Linked DNA regions of Mus musculus: all the other regions are linked to region 1. A link is a contact called in public Hi-C, HiChIP or PLAC-seq and promoter capture Hi-C data. All regions are on one chromosome and are shown on one strand. The core of a region is the stretch at or near the end of the contact, and the rest is flanking DNA. Distances in the headings are between cores, read along the strand shown. Region 1 holds the start of Pdgfc (platelet-derived growth factor, C polypeptide). Region 2 has its middle 94 kb from the start of Gm52636. Region 3 has its middle 120 kb from the start of Gm52636. Region 4 has its middle 200 kb from the start of Gm52636. Region 5 has its middle 220 kb from the start of Gm52636. Region 6 has its middle 250 kb from the start of Gm52636. Region 7 has its middle 260 kb from the start of Pdgfc.

Region 1 (2,552 bases), core at 30-2,529:
ATGGAATGGCACTGAAGATGATGCACTGCTAACTTGAATAAAGTAACAAGGCTTGTACCATTAACATCCATACACTTAAAGTCTAAGCAAGAGACTTTCTATCCAACACTGTAAAGGTGGAAATCCCACAGATAAGAATGAATGAATGGAACAGGTTTGTAAGGATTTCACAGGAGAACAGCATCTTTCTTTATTTGGTCCCGGGGACTTCCTGGATGCCAAGCAGGAGTTATAATGAACAACCTGTCAAGTACTCATTTGAAGGAAGAGAGAAGAGGACAGAGACCTGGCTAGAACAGGGTTGTTTGGTAGGCCCCAGTGGTGTCCAAGAACAAAGGAAAAGATTAACATTTTATCGTTTGGACTGGTCCCATCTTTTATTTCTGTCTCCAGGTCATGCCCGGTTTCAGGATTATGTTTACCTTGGTTCTATGGTTGGATTGCATGCCCTGACTGATTCAACTAAGTACTTGGTGATACATCTGTCTGACTGCACACCAAGGCATTTGCTTGCTCTAATGTTATTTTTATTTTCCTTATTTTCATTTTCTTTTTTTATTACCCCTCCATCCAAAGATGCATCTTTTGTTTAGATTTCAAACCCTACTGTGCCTTCAACGCTTTCACGAGGATTTTCTGATAAGGAAAGCATATTGGAATCCTATCAGAGACACATGTATTGCACATGGAACCACCCTAGGCCCTACTAACATGTTTTTCTCATTCTAGATAACCCCATAGGAACTTTAGTCTCAGCACGAAGCACTTCGTGCATAAAGGCAACCAGTTCAAACATTAGGGGCTCCAGGACAGCCTATGTGTAAATTGCCACACTATGTCCCCAGACACTCTAGGAGCTAGATTTCATTATCATGCAGCACCCAGCTGCAAAGGACAGGGACTCTTTCTTCTGCTCAGTGGTACCCTCCAACCCCAGTTCCTCTCCAAACAGGGTTCATGTGGATACAGTGGTGCATGGCTTCAATTCATGTTACAACTCTGACTTTATCTTTACTTTTGATTTATTCATTCTCCTTCAGACAGAGCCATTCTGGAAGCATCTTGAGTTCAACTTCCCTCCTTCAGTGCAGAACTCTGGCCACGAGTCCTGACAAAGCGCTTTGGGAGTGGGGATCCCCTTAGGAATGAAAGACAAGTTACAGCCAGGGAGAGCCAGAAGAGAAGGAGTGGCTGTCCTCTCCTACTTTTTTTTCCCTCTCTCTTTCTCTGAGTTTGCAGCACCCTTGAACAGCCCGCAGACTCCTTATTTGGGGTTAGGGGCGCCCAGGGGAAAGGAAGCTGGGGGCCGCCTGGCGGCATTCCTCGCCGCAGTGTGGGCTCCGTCTGCCGCGGGGCCCGCAGTGCCCCCTGTCTGCGCCAGCACCTGTTGGCCCGCCAGCTGGCCGCCCGCGCCCCCCGCGCCCCCCGCGCCCGCCCGGCCGCCAGCCCCGCGCCCCGCGCGCCGCCCGCTGGGGGAAAGTGGAGACGGGGAGGGGACAAGAGCGATCCTCCAGGCCAGCCAGGCCTTCCCTTAGCCGCCCGTGCTTAGCCGCCACCTCTCCTCAGCCCTGCGTCCTGCCCTGCCTTAGGGCAGGCATCCGAGCGCTCGCGACTCCGAGCCGCCCAAGCTCTCCCGGCTTCCCGCAGCACTTCGCCGGTACCCGAGGGAACTTCGGTGGCCACCGACTGCAGCAAGGAGGAGGCTCCGCGGTGGATCCGGGCCAGTCCCGAGTCGTCCCCGCGGCCTCTCTGCCCGCCCGGGACCCGCGCGGCACTCGCAGGGCACGGTCCCCTCCCCCCAGGTGGGGGTGGGGCGCCGCCTGCCGCCCCGATCAGCAGCTTTGTCATTGATCCCAAGGTGCTCGCCTCGCTGCCGACCTGGCTTCCAGTCTGGCTTGGCGGGACCCCGAGTCCTCGCCTGTGTCCTGTCCCCCAAACTGACAGGTGCTCCCTGCGAGTCGCCACGACTCATCGCCGCTCCCCCGCGTCCCCACCCCTTCTTTCCTCCCTCGCCTACCCCCACCCCCCGCACTTCGGCACAGCTCAGGATTTGTTTAAACCTTGGGAAACTGGTTCAGGTCCAGGTTTTGCTTTGATCCTTTTCAAAAACTGGAGACACAGAAGAGGGCTCTAGGAAAAACTTTTGGATGGGATTATGTGGAAACTACCCTGCGATTCTCTGCTGCCAGAGCCGGCCAGGCGCTTCCACCGCAGCGCAGCCTTTCCCCGGCTGGGCTGAGCCTTGGAGTCGTCGCTTCCCCAGTGCCCGCCGCGAGTGAGCCCTCGCCCCAGTCAGCCAAATGCTCCTCCTCGGCCTCCTCCTGCTGACATCTGCCCTGGCCGGCCAAAGAACGGGGACTCGGGCTGAGTCCAACCTGAGCAGCAAGTTGCAGCTCTCCAGCGACAAGGAACAGAACGGTGAGTATCGCCCCCTCCTCCCCCTTCCCGCGTCTCGCTGTGCGTTCGGGTTGGCATTGTGCGGTGGCATGTGGGGTCCTCCAGTCGTGGAGCTGATGGTCGGGTCTCTGGCGCTGCAGATGGGAGTTTCCTGA
Region 2 (2,552 bases), core at 38-2,537, 500 kb after region 1:
AGTCTACTGACTAAGTAACATGTGTTTTCTTGATTAAGAAAAATGTAACATGGCTTTACTGAAGTTCTTTTTCCACCAGCACAAGTTTAAACAAGTACAGAAAGAAAGTTTTAAAGAAACATGGAAATGAATACTTGCTTGAGTTCTCTGTCTCTCTGTCTCTGTCTCTGTCTCTGTCTCTGTCTCTCTCTCTCTCTCTCTCTCTCTCTCTCTCTCTAGTGAAAATTCCCACAACATAGAGAAAACCTTTTGCTTATAAATCAAACCCTTCACAGTACTCCTATTGGGCTAATGGCCATTGATGCCATCCTGATTCCCCACACTCTAGAGCCCATAGTATCGGTATAGATTAGAGAAAATTGTTTAATGTTTGTACTTTGCTACTGATTGCTAAAAAGATGGAATGATAACCCCATCTACTTCATGAGATTTTAAGCGATGAATACATGAGGTATCTCAGATGATACACAAAATGACCGCACATACAGAGCTGTGACAAATACTAGCTAGATTTAGGTTTGTGGATCGAAGGACCAACCTGTGCCTTGTCAGAGCTATTCATGAGTTTGCTGCAGGCTTGTTAGTGACCTCTATGGATAGGATAATGGAATATAATACAAGAGAAATGATTCTGGAATTGTTAAACTAGTGTATGGAGAAATATTTAGGAAGTGGGAGAAAGCGTTCTCTAGTGGTTTAGGAGCATCATGCAAACACCTTCATTGTTCCTGGTGAATGCTGCTCTCTAGGCTGCTAAGAGCCTCATGGCCTCAAGGCCATAGCAACAGCAGATAACCTGACTGTGACTTCCTATGGATCATGGTACCCAGAGCTGGAATGAGCTTTATCTCCTGAGTCCGCCGCACAGTGTAGACACAGAGTAGTTAATGTGCAATTCGCCTGTTGTTTAGACTGTGCAGATGAAGGGGGTAGAGGTATGTAAAGGTTAAGGACTGGGCCAAGGTTTAGTGTTGACTCAGTTTATTGGGCTATTGCACTTTATCAGGGAGATTACAACATAAATTTTTCCTATTATGAGCTCACAGTAAAATGACAGCCTAGAATTACTGCTTTCTAAAGAGGTTCTTCTTCCTGGACATGGACCTTAAATGTAGATGTGCTATCATGTAACACACATCCTTAAATCTTCTCCAGATTAAAATGAACTGAATTTAGAGGACTTTTAGATTTGGAATGGAAACAGTTCTTTAACAAGCCCCCTCCTTTGATCCCAGTAATCAGGCAGCCATTCATCTTTATGGCCTCCTTGCTTTGCTCTAGCTTGTGAAATTCCAGAGTGACACATCCCAGTAGCCCCAGAGCATTGCTGTGTGGCCAGAGGGCTGAGTCTCCTTTTGTTCAATGTCAGAAGCATTTATTTCAAGACCCAGTTAAAATTCTTCTCCTTTCAAAACCCTTCAGGGAACAGTTTCTTTCTGTTCAGAGTGTGTTTGGTTCATTTTTTTCCTACCAACCTCCGGTTTATGAGACTTGTTTCCCATCTCTTCGAAGGGGCTGAAGCCAGCAAAGAGTCAGGGAGCCTCTGGTTTTGACAAGTAGCCCTCCTTCACATTCCTAATGTGATAGGGTTTGGAGATTCTTTGTTTTGTTTTGTTTTTCTTCTTTTGTCGTTGGAAATTTAACCAAAAACAAAATCCCTATTTTTCCATAACCACTCATTAGTTCATATTTTATTAGATATTATCACATGAAACCCCTCTATAATGTGGTACATCTTCAGTTTGAAACAACAAAGCAAAACAAAGAATGAGGGAAACAGAAAGAAAAATGGTTCAAAAAAACCCAAAGTGTCTAGAGAATAAACAAAGAGATAGAGAAAGAAGATAACATCCTTACTACTTCCCTACAAAATATAAAAGAGAATCTTAGTAACAGCCAATCCCACCCCCAAGGTACAATGGTAAAACTGCTCAAAGTTAGAACTTTTTTCAACTTAAAGTTAATTATTTTTTAAGGATTTGTTTATTTATTATATGTAAGTACACTGTAGCTGTCTTCAGACACACCAGAAGAGGGAGTCAGATCTCGTTAGGGATGGTTATGAGCCACCATGTGGTTGCTGGGATTTGAACTCAGGGCTTTCAGAAGAGCAGTCGGGTGCTCTTACCTGCTGAGCCATCTCACCAGCCCCCGTTAATTATTGCTATCAAACACAATTTAGTAATTTTCATTAGCATTTTTATTAATGATGCAATACTAGGAACAGAATATCACTTTATTTCGGTAAATAACTTTATTAGACATGAGCTATCTCATGCTGGATACGAGGATGCATACTTGTAATCCCAGCACTCAGAAAGATGAAGCCAAAGGATCAGAGGTTCAAGCAGCAAGACTCTGTCTCAAAACTAAACTATAGACATAGACATAATGACATGCAAGATATTTCCACAGCACTATCTATTAGCATTCTGTCTAAACTCCACCCCACAGTTACCTGGCAACATCTAGGTAAGCCTGATCCACTCTAAAAGGAGATGCTTTCCCCTCCTCCCTGTCTCGTTCCTTTCTTGCTCTCTTGGGTTCTTGCT
Region 3 (2,552 bases), core at 37-2,536, 470 kb after region 1:
TCCCACAACTCTGACTTTAGCAATTGAAGCTTTGGGTCAAGACTTCCAGATTCAGAAAATGATAAAGATTTTTCTACAAGGTACTCACAGTGATAACCAAACATGTATAGTATCCTTGACCTGTGCTTGTCTTGTGTAAAAACAGTGTTGAAGCAGTGGACTATGGAGGCCATGGTACCCTAGACCTGTGTTATTTCTCTAAAGGGTTGCTTGCATATCGGTTTCAAAAAGCCCATCATGTCATATTTAAACTCTGAAAGTTCCTTTGTCTTGTTTATTTAGAAGATAAACTTATTGAAAAACTCCAGCAATACATTTTAAACATATCCTGATGTTAGTATTTTTTAGACTTATTAAAATCCCCTTTAACACCATTGTCTATTCTCAGAGAACACTCCCTCTTGTAACTGGAAATTTTGAGCACTCTACCTACATTCTGCCACAGTTCAGCCTCCCAGATTCTGATTCATCTCCTCCTGTCCGCATCCAGTACTCCCACTCTCTCCCCTCTTCTGTGATTCCTTAATGATATTTTTCCATGTATATTTTCATGAACTAGAATGAAAGGTAATAATAATGAAATCGATGAGACAGTAAAGGCATAATTTATCTATTTGTTTCCTTTCCAATCATTCCATTTTCTTAATCTTCTCTGTCATCCTGGACTTTACATGTGTGTTGAGCTTATTATAAAAAGAAAGAAAGAGAGAAAGAAAGAAAGAAAGAAAGAAAGAAAGAAAGAAAGAAAGAAAGGAAGAAAGAAAGAAAGAATGAATGAAACAAAGAAACAAAGAAACAAACAAAGAAAGAACACATCATGGAAATAAGGAAGAAATGAGTATTTCTGTAAAGGACAAGATTTAAAGATTTCACATTAAAGTTGCAGAGCTACAGGAAGCCTTTCTGGCAGAGAATCACTTTTCCTTGAAGAGTGTGATTCTATTTTTCTTACTGAGACATTAAGATTATTTTTAATTTGAATTGCCTATGGAGGGCAGTGCAATATTTAAGCAACCTCAATTTCCTGGTCTTTTCTACTCCTTCTGAAGACTCCCCAGTGGCTGGCTCCAATGCCCTGTTAAACAAGTTAAGCCATCTCTCCCTTGAACTTTTTTCCTTTATAACTCAGCCGGCACTTACAGAGTTCTCTATTATTCTGTGCCCTTCCTTGGCCACTGTAAATTTACATTAATTCAGATGTCTTTTTCTTCTTTATAAAGAGTGCATGCACTTTGTCTTTAGCGTTCAAGGAAGCTGTCACATAACACCAGAGGAGGCTGGCAACTTTATATGAAACATATGGTAGGTCCTGCAGACCTACCATTTAGTGGCTGGCCTGCAAAGCTATTTCAATGACAGGGGAAATAAAGAGGGAAGTATAGTCTCTCTTTAGAAGGAAAAGCAAAACAAAATAAAACTGTTGGAGGGAACTAAGAAAATTAAAGTCCAAAAGAAGAGCTCCTGAGAACTTAAAGACCTTATAGTAAAGAATAAGTCTACTTCCTGTATAAGCTAAAACATCTGAAAAATGAGATTGAGAGAAGTAGAAGACGCTTTTTTCTTTAGGGGTTAAGGTCAAGCAGTTGAGAGAGCTTTCAGCAAGTTAAATCTCCCCCATTTTTTATACATGCAATGACACAGTGCAAAGGTATATGCATGGGTAAAGGATGATTTTTGAGATAATATCTTAGAACCATGATCTTTAATGGAAAAGATGTAGATATCAGACCATTAAAATAGTATAAAAATAAACATTTATCTTTTTAAAAGATAAAAAATATGTTTTGGTTTTATACTAAAATTATATTTGTTGTAGAAGAAATATTTTTAATGCTGCACTGTCTTAATGTTTGTATCCCATTTGGATAAAATCATGTGCTATGAATATATTCTAGAAGATTTTCATTGTATCTTAAGAGATAGTCATATGGTGACTTTGAACAATATCTGTTATCCATTCAAAATTTCAAACGGTGAATGAAGTTTTAAAACATACAAAGTAATTATTTAAGAACATAATAAAGCTATACAACTAGTTTTAAGAATATCCTGTTGTTAAATGGCACTATTTACCTTTTCTTATTGAAATACTAAGAACCTATTACATTTAGAAAAAGAATTAAATTATATAAAGAAAAGTTAGATTGTCACTCACTCAGCAAAATTTATAACATATCTATCTTTGATGTAGCTTCTTACACTTCTGAAATTCTCAGTTAAATGGATAGAACTGGAAACAGTTATTCTCAATGAAGTAACCCAGATCCAGAAAGAAAAATAGCACATATTTTCTCTCATTTATGAGTTACCTTTGAATCATTAGATGTATTTGTTTCATATGGAATATTCACAGAGATAATGTGAAGGTACTTTCAATATGGGGAGATAGAACAGACTGGTCTAAAGGGGCTATGGGAATACTGAAACATGAAAGGTAAATGGGATAGGTGTCAGCAGGGTAGAGGGAAGGAATACAGGAAAGGATAACTAACCTTTTGAAAAAGTCACAGGGAGATCTATTACTTTCCATGCCTCCTTAAATATATACATAT
Region 4 (2,552 bases), core at 24-2,523, 390 kb after region 1:
AATAAATAAATAAATCTTAAAAAAAAAAAAAAAGAATAGGGAACAAAATACCCATGGAAGGAGTTACAGAGACAAAGTTTGGAGCTGAGACAAAAAGATGGACCATCCAGAGACTGCCCCACCGGGGGATCCATCCCATAATCAGCCACCAAATGCAGACACTATTGCATATGTCAGCAAGATTTTGCTGAAAGGAGCCTGTTATAGCTGTCTCTTGTGAAGCTATGCCAGAGTCCCAGAGCTAACCAGTACCCCCAGAGCTCGTGTCTCTAGCTGCATATGTAGCAGAAGATGGTCTAATCGGCCATCATTGGGAAGAGACGCCCTTTGGTCTTGCAAACTTTATATGCAGGGAAACTCCAGGGCCAAGAAGTGGGAGTGGGTGGGTAGGGGAACAGGGTGGGGGGGAGGGTATAGGGAACTTTTGGGATAGCATTTGAAATGTAAATGGAGAAAATATCTAATAAAAAATTGAAAACAACAACAACAACAACAAAACCCCAAGCATATGCCATGTAAACTAGCACTGTCACTGAAGTCACAGTCTTCCTGCCAACTTCTGCAAGTATTCTCTTAGTTTAGTACAAGGGTCAGAGATTCAGACAAAAGTCTGGGACTCAACTGCATCCAGATTACCAGGAAGTTTACAGCACTGTTGCCATAGATCAGTGATCCTGAGGGCTTTTCCTGTACTGCCTTCTACAAAGTAAGTCAAGGATAAATACCAAACGAGATGCCAGTAATCCTTGTTGACATACAAAGCGTGCCAGCCCTCCTTCTGGCACATTTTGAAAAAGAATAAATCATCATATCTATGTAGGGCATTGATCTGCACTGCCAGTTAATAAAAAATGGTTCCAGTTGATGTTTTGGCTCTCAGAAACTGTTTGACTCACAAACTCAAGCATCCAGATTATCATGGTTAAATCTTTTCTTACATAGAAGAGATGGTAATAATTTATTTTGAATGTGTCTATGTAAATATACTTATAATGTGCGATAAATTGAGGATTTTACTGAGTGGTTTCAACTTTGATCAAGAATATGGTGCGAGTTTTATGTTGGAATATGAATAGAAGTCTGGGTGGAAAAGAGAAAATTGGTGGATAATTTCATTCAATTACTCTTTGAATTTCTTGTTTGTGTGTTTCATATCTCTCATGAGCATCTCAAAAATCTTAAAATGTTTCTATGAATCAGCCCCTTCTATCGTCTTGCAAATCCATTCCTCTATTTGCTCAGTCAATAAACCTCTGAGGTCACCTTTGGTTGCACTCTTTCTGTCACAGTTCACATCTAATTCATCAACTTTCTCCCTCTCTGAGTTTCTATCTGCCTGCCTGCCTGTCTGTCTGTCTGTCTATCTGTCTCTGACTCCCTCCCACTCTACCAGCCTATTTGCATTTGGAAGTACATGTAGAGGCTTGCCTTAATAGTTGTTCTAAATGACCAGAGTCCTTTACCTGAAAGATTGCAACTTTGTTACTTGAATCTCTGCTCTCAGTGATCCCTACAGGGTTTTTGGTACACTGTGGATACAATCCTTTTACAGCCTATAAAACATTATCTCAGGTTCTTGCCCAAAATTATCCATGTATTAAAAGTAAAATTCAATATCATCTGCCATAACTCCTTCCTCCAAGATGTCCTTGATCTCACCTCTTACTTTGGTTCCTCTGTCTCACCTAGGTATAAAATCCTAGTATCCTTTGTTTCTCAGACATGATAAAGATGCCCTAATATCCAGACCTTGGAGTTACTATTACTGCAATAATATTCCCCACCACCACCACCACACACACACACACGTGCCTGGCTTTCTTACTTTCCTTAGGAATGATACTGCCTAAGGACTTAATGGAACCACAAGTGAAACTCTAGCTTCATCAATTAAATGAACATTTATTGAAAGCTTACTATTTAGGATGCACCTACTATTTAAGCACTAGGGACAATTCTATCACTGATAAATGAGCAAGCAACTTAGTAGTAGGATATGGAATTCTTTGGAAATCTACTCTGGAATGGTGTAGCAAGATGACATGAAAATTCTATTTTCTGTTCATATCATCACTAATTTACATGCTCACTGACACTAATATAAGCTATTTAAAGCCACATGTTATGCTAATTTTGATAAAAATACTTGTAAGTCTATGAAGAGAAACAATGTTCATATTATTTTAGTCATTATATGCTTATATTCATCATAATGTTATATTTGCTATATCTTAAGTAATACAATTTTAAGACTAGTATGATTAAATGTCTTATTTTAGATTTAATTACTATGAAAAGTCATATATAGTAACTACTATGTATATATGCATAAAGGAATATATGAGAATATTTTCCCAGTATGTTCATGCATGTGCATGTGAGTGTGTTTGTGCATGTGAGTGTATTTGTGTGTGTGTGTGTGTGTGTGTGCCAAAAGTTAATGTTGCATGTCTTCCTCAATCATTATAGCCTTATTTTTTAATATAGAGTCTCTCTCTATATAACTAGGAACTCACTTATACTTTTTATTAGATATTTATTTATATTTCTTT
Region 5 (2,552 bases), core at 15-2,514, 370 kb after region 1:
CCTATTATTTAGTCTAAGTATAAAAAGATACTTAGAACTCAGAATCATACAGGCTCATCAAAGGTAAGATAATCCTCGTTATCCTCGTCGTCATTGTCGTCGCCATCATTATCATCACTACTAAAAGAGTTGGAAATTTTCAAATTTTCATGGAAAATTGTTTGTTTATTTTTAGATTAGAGCTTGAAGGCAAATCTTCAGATCACTCCTCTCACCTCTCCACTCAGGATTCCTTTCTGGGAAATCTAAGAAGAATGCAAACCCTTCTTGCCTTTGTTGCAAAGCTCTGCTTTCCTATCACATAGACAAAGAACATTTGGTCAAGGTGATCTGGACCAAATCCCTCAAGACAGCTACCAGTGCAGAGCTGATGGACTTCGGCTTTGATGATGAAGGTGGGAAGAAAAGGGGCAGGCCAAGGGCGAGAGCTAAGTTTATCAAGATTAGTGTGGTTTGTCACCATGGAAGTGTTTTCATGTTTATGGAGCTGCTGTTTACATAGACTAATGCAAAAGTAACAAGCTTTTGTAAGCTTAGTTTTGCTATTTTGCAGATATTAAATGAAGATATGAAATCTGCTAAAGGAATCATACATTCCACTTTCCACTCAAAGTGGAAAAAGAATGCACCCATAGAATGGTCTGATACATACAAATCCACCTTGTCTTTATTCTCCTCTCATCTATGGTCACTATATAAGTGATTTTTTTTTTTGATGGCAGAAAAGTACAGGCTGTTGAGAAAGTTGTCCATGAAAATTTTTAAGGAATATTTTCTGTCATTTCATTTTTAATATGTTCTTACACAGAGAACATTTAACAGTGTTGTCCTTATTAATGTTTATATGTCTGAGCTTCATAGACCAAGACAGAGTATAGAATATAGCATTGAGGTTAGAATAAGACTTTTGTCTGTTAAAACATTTTTTCGGATGATATAGCAATGTCCATTGTAATTTTCTGCATGTGGAGAACCACTTTCTCCTTTGATCACTTTGTACTGCTCTTTTATGCAGAGAAAACACACTTGGAAATAACTCATTTTTATAATTTAAGAATACTGAGTTGTAGTCAGAGAAGAAAAAGACCAAGTGTGCAGATGTGGGGGTAGGGACCCAAGGAATTAGCAGGGCAAGTAGATGAAGTGTAATAATTAGAGTAAGCTGCTAATTAAAGGCTTCTGAGGACTGAGGGGAAGAGAAATGCAGGCTGGGGATGGGTGTGGAGGTTCTCTGCAGTCACATGCTAAAGTAAAGAAAGGAAGGCTTGAAATTAGAGCTGACAGAGAAGTGCTGTTCCTAAGGCGCCAGACAAGCAAACACTACTGGGTCCTGACCCTTTGTACATTGTGGTTGCAAAAGTAAAGTGCCTGATAAAATAAAACTTGCATTACACATCACAGCAAAGTTTTGGACATCACAGGTTAATACTGACAAATATATTTTAAAAAACATATTCTCTTACTAATTTTGATGGCTTATACCTGTAATCCTTGCAGCTCTTGAAAACCATTGCAAGAGGATTTGAGTTTGAGACCAGCTGAGGCTACATACTGTGACAGGGAAAACATTAATTAAAAGATAAACTCTCTACATTTTATCTTTTAAGGTTGTTTTAGCAATGATGGTGCAATCCAGAGTTCTAAGTGTTTCACACATATTCTACAACTAAGTGGCACCCTGGTCCCCATTCATCTATATCACACTCAATACTATAATGTATGGATTCCAACAAGTGTTTCGCTCTTTCAGAAAACAGCATACAGAGGAATCTCTGCTCTAAATTTATATAGACATTAAAACCAACTTACCATCAGAGCACCTCAAGCATTATGCTTTCTCTCTGTTTCAAGTCACTCAAGTTATAGACAGAGCCTTGGAAATATGTTGAAAGAGTAAGAGATACTGTTGACTTATTTTGATAAATTCACAAAGAAAACTATGTGTAGTATGAAAAATATTTAGGGTATACCATCAATTTTTAATATGTTCATCAAGTATGTACCAACTGCATTTAATGTGGAGAGAATGCTCATTTTTTTTATAGATTCGGCATTAAGTAAAGTTTACTAAAACCCCAGTCTTTAGGGAGGCTCTACTTGTGACCTTTAGGTATAATTCTGAACTTTACAGAAGACACCAATAAAAGAAAATTAATTAGTGGCTGGGTGACATACTAGAAGGAAAAGGAGGAAGCACTAAGAATGAAACCCAGAAGGAGCAGAAGTTTAAAATGTGTGAGTAATGTAATCCAGTAGCATGCAGAACAGAGAATGGGGTGTGTGTCTTAATGACAGAACAGATGCTTAGCATCTTTGTGTCCTATCCTTAGCACCTAAAGCGAAAATAGCATGAATGAAATAGCAGATGTGTCTAAGAGATTAAATATAGTAATTTTAAGGAATTGGCACAAAAGATCATAAAAAAAAAAAAACAACCCAAAATTTGGCTGTCAACAGATCCGATAGTTATACAAATGATACTTTTATAATAGATGTGCTTAAGAGATAGTTGAATTGATTGCCTATAGGAGACTCCGTGGAGTCATAAGGTT
Region 6 (2,552 bases), core at 24-2,523, 340 kb after region 1:
AGAATTCAGAGTTTCACACTGGAAAAAGGATATATGTTCTTTTCTCTTTGACTCAGCTTAAAGATGCGGCAATTGAGAAGGACTCATAAAGAAAAAGCTGGATCATAAATGGTAGTATTGCAATAATGTAACACATGGACTGTCAGGTATCTTGGTTTTGGCTACTGGGCATTTTCTTTATATATGTAGTTGTCTTTAAAATGTTTTCCAGAATATAAGAAGAGAATGGAAGCTACTTGCCTCTATACCTTGTAGTTTTAATAACATTTGTTCAGTTAAAAGTATTGGTTATGAGAATTGTGAGTATGAATCTCCCAGGAATTTTGACTGAAATGTCAAACAAAATAGGTTGTAGATATCATTAGTTACATAAGGTAGTATGAAAAGAAACCTAATCATTTATCCTGTCCTATTCCTTTTTGTTTAGGGTTTAATCACACATTCTACTATGAACAGTCAACATAAAACAAAACAAAACAAAACAAAACAAGAGGACCAATATATTTAAACCAATATCCCATTATGACTACCAATTATGACTAATATTCTTATTTCAACTGATTGCTTGTTTCATTTCCCATTTGATTCCCAGGATTTCTACTGTTACAGTTGAACAAACAGAGAAATTTCAATTTGGCACAGATGTTAAGAGAAGATCCATAAGCATTTTGCTTCACTTGTGATATTTATTTTCTATATGGATCATTTATTAAATATAATGACAATAACAAAAACAATTTTCCCATTCTCCTTTTTTTCCTTTTTTTTTTGTTTGTTTTTCGAGATAGGGTTTCTCTGTATAGCCCTGGCTGTCTTGGAACTCACTTTGTAGACCAGGCTGGCCTCGAACTCAGAAATCCGCCTGCCTCTGCCTCCCGAGTGCTGGGATTAAAGGCATGCGCCACCTACATTCTCTTTAGGAATAAAAATTTTCTCTTTAAAACTTTACTATAACCACTCTGATGTAAAAAATAAATCTTGTTCATATCTCATGCTTAGAGATTCTTTAGTTAAACTTTCTATGGGACACTACAGCTAAGGGTCTTTAAGCAAAGTCTTCATTTTCTGATGAAAATTTGACTTCATTCAGACCCCTGAGTGGAATCAGAAAGTGATAGAAAAGTCCAGGGATACACAATTGCCCTTGGAAGGTGGCTTGTGCATTTGAGAACATTCCAGACACTCTGCAATCAGAAAACCAACATCAGCCCAGACAGGATGTATGAGTCAAGGATATCTAAAGGAGATGGAACACGTGGCATCCAGGCACTTGCAGCATTCCTGCTGCCAGGCTCTGCTTGCGGTCCATCCCACTGGTTGGAGTATCCTGGAAAGGAAACATAAACAGTTTAAATTGGGCAGCCGACTTAACAGCTCTCATGTGATTTTCTGAAAAGATGAATGAACTGCCCAGAGACACCAGAGTCCTTGGTGTGTTAGGGAAGTGGAAAAAGAAAATCCTTACCACTCTGAGCAGAGAATATAGATGGACCAGAAAGCATGCAAAAATCCTATGATCTGTCTTAAAACATATGCTACTCAGACAGCTGTGTGGAATTCCACCAAAGGCCAAAAGTTATACCTTAAGCCAGTTTATCTGGTTTTGCTTTGAAGTAGCAATAAAACCCAGGAAGCCTCCTGACCTAGGTCATTTCTCAAAAGAGTTGCTTTCTTTCAGTTTACTTATTTTACAAACAGTTATATTTAGAGGTACGCATGGGCAAGGGAGAGAAGAACCTCATTTCTTAACAGAAAATATGAAAGAGGTCCTTTCCAATGTATTACTGGTAGGGGCTTTGCATTTCATAGGTGATCCACAATAAGTGGGTGTGTAGCAAGCACTAAACAGCATCAGTGTCTTCTGGGACCTTATCACATCCAAATGACATCTGTGACTGGAAACTGAACCCACATAGAAATTAGATGAATTAGAGCTCTTGCTTTGTGAAGAGAGGGTTTACATTTTGAAGGAAACCTTTCTTCTTTATGTGACTTTTACCTTCGCTAATGCTTCTGGAGTAGTTAAGGGGCAGTATTCCACTCCTGTTTGAAGACTCAAGGAGTGGTATTATTTTTGAGACAGTCTAAAGCTGACCTTGAAAAGATTTACTTTCAGCAGTGATATAACTATTTAGTTGCTTTTGGCAGGGGTGGGGTAAATCTACGAAAGAGAGTAATACACTGTTCCCTGACTTTATGCACAGATATGTTTCATGACATATGATGGGGTGTTGGGTACTCACGTTCCCTGTGTGTGTGTATGTGTGTGTGTGTGTGTGTGTGTGTGTGTGTGTGTGTGTGTGTGTGTGTGTGTTTGAATGTGTTTAGAGACTCTTGGGTATCCTAGAAATATAGTAGCTGCAATACAAATAATTGAACCAACGCTTGCATTCAACAGAGAATTTCTTTTTTAGAAAAAGAAGCAAAAAGAAACATGTAGTCAGACGCTATTTACTTCTGTAAAAAGAAAAGTAGAGCAATTTTATCATCTAAGCTACCATATCTTGCTCATCATTTCATTCTTCTCTCAATGTCATTTGTCGAATGGAGGG
Region 7 (2,552 bases), core at 24-2,523, 260 kb after region 1:
TGCCTGTTTTCTTTACTGTAGTATGATTTCTCTCATTTCTTTCTTTTAATGGCAAAGAGTGAGAATTTCTTGACCTTGTAGCTTTTCATTACAGTGGAGCAACTGTCCTTATCTTTCATAGTTGTGTTTTCATTCAAACACATACACACACACACACTCCAACACAATCTCACCACTTATTTGAAAAAATTGCACTGATGTGTGTGTGTGTGTGTGTGTGTGTACATCAGTAGAAAAACCTTGCACCTTTATGAGTTTAATGATATTTTCAATCAATAATTATATCTTCAAATTATAATCATATTCTCAAACATTAATGATATTCTCAAACACTGGTCTGACACGTTATGAAAATGTCAGCATACAGCTTCATTTTTCATTTCCAAAGTGGATTTCCTTGTAAACTCTACAATTTCCCATGAATTCAGGAATTCTGATACTCCTAAGCACATCATGAGTTTCTTACTCTAAGGATTAATGGGAAAATATTTGGAGTTCTGTAGCTCTGACTGAAGGCTGGGTGAAATCAATTTTTCAAGCCCTATAAAGCAAGGGCTTGGGTCTCAGACAACGATTACAAAGCAGACACACTTTAACACCCAGAACAAACATCTGGATCTTGTTGACTCCTTTACCGTGGCAAAGGGCTGAATGAAATATAATTCCTGTCTGCTGATGCCATAGAGATTCCTTCAATCCATGAGCAGCTGCTGCTACCACACATACATACACACACACACACACACACACACACACACACACACACACACACACACATACACACACACACACACACACACACACACACACATACACACACACACACACACACACACACGTTTGTACAAATGTTAACTGTAAAGGATTTCTCTAGCTTTTATTTAAAAAAAAAATAAGAAAAGCAATAGCTTTTTCTCCCTACCATATCTGCAGTAGTCGTTGGTATATGAAAATCACAATTTGTGAAAAGCAATAAATGTCAAAGCTTTTCAGAGAAAAACACATGCTTCTTACTGTGCTCTAGAAGTGGATGCAATGGAAAACACATTGAGTATTCAATGTGACATCTACAGAAAGCCTGAGTTCAAAATAAATAGAAGAGAGGTGCCTTGTTATGCCTAGCAGTCACACCCTCAACCCACAAGGTTCCTTTTGTCACTGTGTGAATTGCTTTAAGTGAATGGATGTCAAGTTGCAAAACCCTCCCAGGGCAAAGCAAAATCACTGTGTTTTTTCAAATGGATCAAGAGAGAATGGGAGGTAAGTAGGAGGGTTCCTAAGAGGAAGAAGGAGTTTCCTTAACAGTCATGCTCAGGTCTCCAGGTGGAAGATTACCCCCAAGAGCATGGCTTTGAAATCTAATGATCACATAAAACTCCCCTCAAAGCCCTGGCAGTGTTTGGTGCCACTTTTTTTTTCTTCCTGTGTAGATCAACCCAAAGCAATATATCAAGATCAAGGTCCATTTCAAAGAGAAATTCTTTGAAAACAAATCATGGTCACTGCTGATTAATCATTTCAAATCATAAATCTTGTGTGTGAACCACCAGACATCCTCCCTGAACAGGAGAGTTCGCTCTCCCTCCCGGTGTGCAGTGATCCATGAGAGGTTTGACCATCCACACTCCCTCCTGGTTTGCAGTAATCCATGAGAGGTTTGACCATCAGCCCCCCGTAGGTGGAGTGTCTTCTGGGTCCATGCTTTAGACTAGAGGATTGCCTGCAAATGTGATTCCCTTACTTACCTCTGCAAGAATCTCATAAAACTATGCACTGCTTCATTCACTTTACTCTTTGAAAGGCTCATCATAAAATGTGAATATTGCAAGCTTGAAAAGTCCCAGCATTTTAAAATTGTTCAGATGTCATTGTAGTTAAAATTCTCAGATTGTCCTTTAAATGTATTCTGCAGCACTGTGGTATACACTACCACCTATTTAACACGTACGTGCATCACGTGGCACACTATTATATGTATACGATTTCTATGCTTTGTGTATTGAAAATACATTTAGTTAAAAACATGAAATATACATATGTTGGAGTATTATCTCCTGATCATCCTCATGTGTTCCTATGCGATGAGAAAATGTGCAGCTTAAATGTAGTATTTTTTAATTTCCTGTTATTGTGTACCTCGACAAAAGACCTTTAACGTATTGAATTTTCATTAAGGTAAAACTTTATAGCTTTCATCAAATACACTACTTAAGTAGGAGTCAAATGTTGAAGTGTTGTAATTCTAATACATACAAAATGAGAAATTGGATAGTATATTCTAATAAAATAACTGAGAATTTATTAAAATATATTTTATACATATAAATAGTTCTTGCCTCTAGATTTACACAGTGTCCAACTATGCTTCTCATTTCATTCTTTTCTTTCTTAGATGACTATGCTGATAATGTAGTACCTGTGCTTACAGACCTTGGAAGGCTGAGTTAGGAGGACTACGGGTTTCAAGCTATCCTGGGCCATACATGGAATCCCCGAATTAGTTCATTTTTAAAAATACTATATATCAAAATTAATTAATTGTAATTAGGGAA

What was found. Promoter capture Hi-C pulls out the DNA fragments that hold promoters and counts their contacts. Hi-C and Micro-C count contacts between places; a contact is called where the count stands out from the background. HiChIP or PLAC-seq counts read pairs in DNA pulled down with a chosen protein or histone mark.
Region 2: a contact with region 1 is called in a Hi-C map of nephron progenitors, with 4 times the contacts expected there. The contact joins the enhancer-like site here to the promoter of Pdgfc in region 1. A contact is called at or near these places in 14 of 39 promoter capture datasets (the 3T3-L1 cell line, 3T3-L1-derived adipocytes, the C10 cell line and 9 more), 1 of 15 datasets of contacts at CTCF or cohesin (the NIH/3T3 cell line), 6 of 484 Hi-C or Micro-C datasets (embryonic stem cells, nephron progenitors and uterus), 7 of 115 datasets of contacts at active chromatin or transcription factors (bone marrow-derived macrophages, craniofacial prominence, embryonic forebrain and 3 more) and 2 of 9 other capture datasets (embryonic stem cells and liver).
Region 3: a contact with region 1 is called in a promoter capture Hi-C map of second pharyngeal arch cranial neural crest, with 3 times the contacts expected there. The contact joins the enhancer-like site here to the promoter of Pdgfc in region 1. A contact is called at or near these places in 4 of 39 promoter capture datasets (3T3-L1-derived adipocytes, HPC-7-derived erythroid cells, frontonasal cranial neural crest and 1 more), 6 of 484 Hi-C or Micro-C datasets (astrocytes, cortical neurons, embryonic stem cells and 1 more) and 9 of 115 datasets of contacts at active chromatin or transcription factors (the NIH/3T3 cell line, bone marrow-derived macrophages, craniofacial prominence and 4 more).
Region 4: a promoter capture Hi-C map of liver shows a contact between it and region 1, with 11 times the contacts expected there. The contact joins the enhancer-like site here to the promoter of Pdgfc in region 1. A contact is called at or near these places in 19 of 39 promoter capture datasets (the 3T3-L1 cell line, 3T3-L1-derived adipocytes, the C10 cell line and 13 more), 2 of 15 datasets of contacts at CTCF or cohesin (large pre-B cells and pro-B cells), 16 of 484 Hi-C or Micro-C datasets (the AML12 cell line, the C2C12 cell line, adipose-derived mesenchymal stem cells and 7 more), 14 of 115 datasets of contacts at active chromatin or transcription factors (the NIH/3T3 cell line, bone marrow-derived macrophages, embryonic limb bud and 5 more) and 4 of 9 other capture datasets (adipose tissue, embryonic stem cells, liver and 1 more).
Region 5: a contact with region 1 is called in an H3K27ac HiChIP or PLAC-seq map of heart atrium, with 7 read pairs. The contact joins the enhancer-like site here to the promoter of Pdgfc in region 1. A contact is called at or near these places in 9 of 39 promoter capture datasets (3T3-L1-derived adipocytes, embryonic stem cells, frontonasal cranial neural crest and 5 more), 1 of 15 datasets of contacts at CTCF or cohesin (large pre-B cells), 1 of 484 Hi-C or Micro-C datasets (stem cell-derived neural stem cells), 7 of 115 datasets of contacts at active chromatin or transcription factors (bone marrow-derived macrophages, embryonic stem cells, heart atrium and 1 more) and 1 of 9 other capture datasets (liver).
Region 6: a contact with region 1 is called in a FOXA1 HiChIP or PLAC-seq map of pancreatic cancer cells. The contact joins the enhancer-like site here to the promoter of Pdgfc in region 1. A contact is called at or near these places in 8 of 39 promoter capture datasets (the 3T3-L1 cell line, 3T3-L1-derived adipocytes, cranial neural crest and 4 more), 9 of 484 Hi-C or Micro-C datasets (adipose-derived mesenchymal stem cells, cumulus cells, embryonic fibroblasts and 3 more), 7 of 115 datasets of contacts at active chromatin or transcription factors (the NIH/3T3 cell line, bone marrow-derived macrophages, embryonic stem cells and 3 more) and 1 of 9 other capture datasets (liver).
Region 7: a contact with region 1 is called in a promoter capture Hi-C map of second pharyngeal arch cranial neural crest, with 2.3 times the contacts expected there. The contact joins the enhancer-like site here to the promoter of Pdgfc in region 1. A contact is called at or near these places in 14 of 39 promoter capture datasets (the 3T3-L1 cell line, 3T3-L1-derived adipocytes, the HPC-7 cell line and 9 more), 5 of 484 Hi-C or Micro-C datasets (bone marrow-derived macrophages, embryonic fibroblasts, nephron progenitors and 1 more), 8 of 115 datasets of contacts at active chromatin or transcription factors (bone marrow-derived macrophages, embryonic stem cells, kidney and 1 more) and 2 of 9 other capture datasets (adipose tissue and liver).

Annotation. Positions count from the first base shown.
Region 1 is chr3:81,035,137-81,037,688 of GRCm38.p6, forward strand. Pdgfc (platelet-derived growth factor, C polypeptide) reads left to right here and starts at 1,280. Exons shown (of 6, transcript NM_019971.3): 1 at 1,280-2,418. The coding sequence starts at 2,301.
Region 2 is chr3:81,534,709-81,537,260 of GRCm38.p6, forward strand. No RefSeq gene overlaps it. Among named protein-coding and RNA genes, the nearest start is that of Gm52636, 94 kb to the right of the region's middle. Within about 2 kb of position 1,288, at least 26 of the 459 cell types and tissues checked have an H3K27ac peak or open chromatin away from gene starts, as enhancers often do. A contact at or near this core is called in craniofacial prominence, nephron progenitors and uterus, where this site is marked.
Region 3 is chr3:81,507,530-81,510,081 of GRCm38.p6, forward strand. No RefSeq gene overlaps it. Among named protein-coding and RNA genes, the nearest start is that of Gm52636, 120 kb to the right of the region's middle. Within about 2 kb of position 1,287, at least 5 of the 459 cell types and tissues checked have an H3K27ac peak or open chromatin away from gene starts, as enhancers often do. A contact at or near this core is called in embryonic limb bud, neural tube and second pharyngeal arch cranial neural crest, where this site is marked.
Region 4 is chr3:81,426,183-81,428,734 of GRCm38.p6, forward strand. No RefSeq gene overlaps it. Among named protein-coding and RNA genes, the nearest start is that of Gm52636, 200 kb to the right of the region's middle. Within about 2 kb of position 1,274, at least 1 of the 459 cell types and tissues checked has an H3K27ac peak or open chromatin away from gene starts, as enhancers often do. A contact at or near this core is called in liver, where this site is marked.
Region 5 is chr3:81,407,892-81,410,443 of GRCm38.p6, forward strand. No RefSeq gene overlaps it. Among named protein-coding and RNA genes, the nearest start is that of Gm52636, 220 kb to the right of the region's middle. Within about 2 kb of position 1,265, at least 6 of the 459 cell types and tissues checked have an H3K27ac peak or open chromatin away from gene starts, as enhancers often do. A contact at or near this core is called in heart atrium, where this site is marked.
Region 6 is chr3:81,376,403-81,378,954 of GRCm38.p6, forward strand. No RefSeq gene overlaps it. Among named protein-coding and RNA genes, the nearest start is that of Gm52636, 250 kb to the right of the region's middle. Within about 2 kb of position 1,274, at least 48 of the 459 cell types and tissues checked have an H3K27ac peak or open chromatin away from gene starts, as enhancers often do. A contact at or near this core is called in the NIH/3T3 cell line, adipose-derived mesenchymal stem cells, embryonic fibroblasts and 2 more, where this site is marked.
Region 7 is chr3:81,292,013-81,294,564 of GRCm38.p6, forward strand. No RefSeq gene overlaps it. Among named protein-coding and RNA genes, the nearest start is that of Pdgfc, 260 kb to the left of the region's middle. Within about 2 kb of position 1,274, at least 12 of the 459 cell types and tissues checked have an H3K27ac peak or open chromatin away from gene starts, as enhancers often do. A contact at or near this core is called in second pharyngeal arch cranial neural crest, where this site is marked.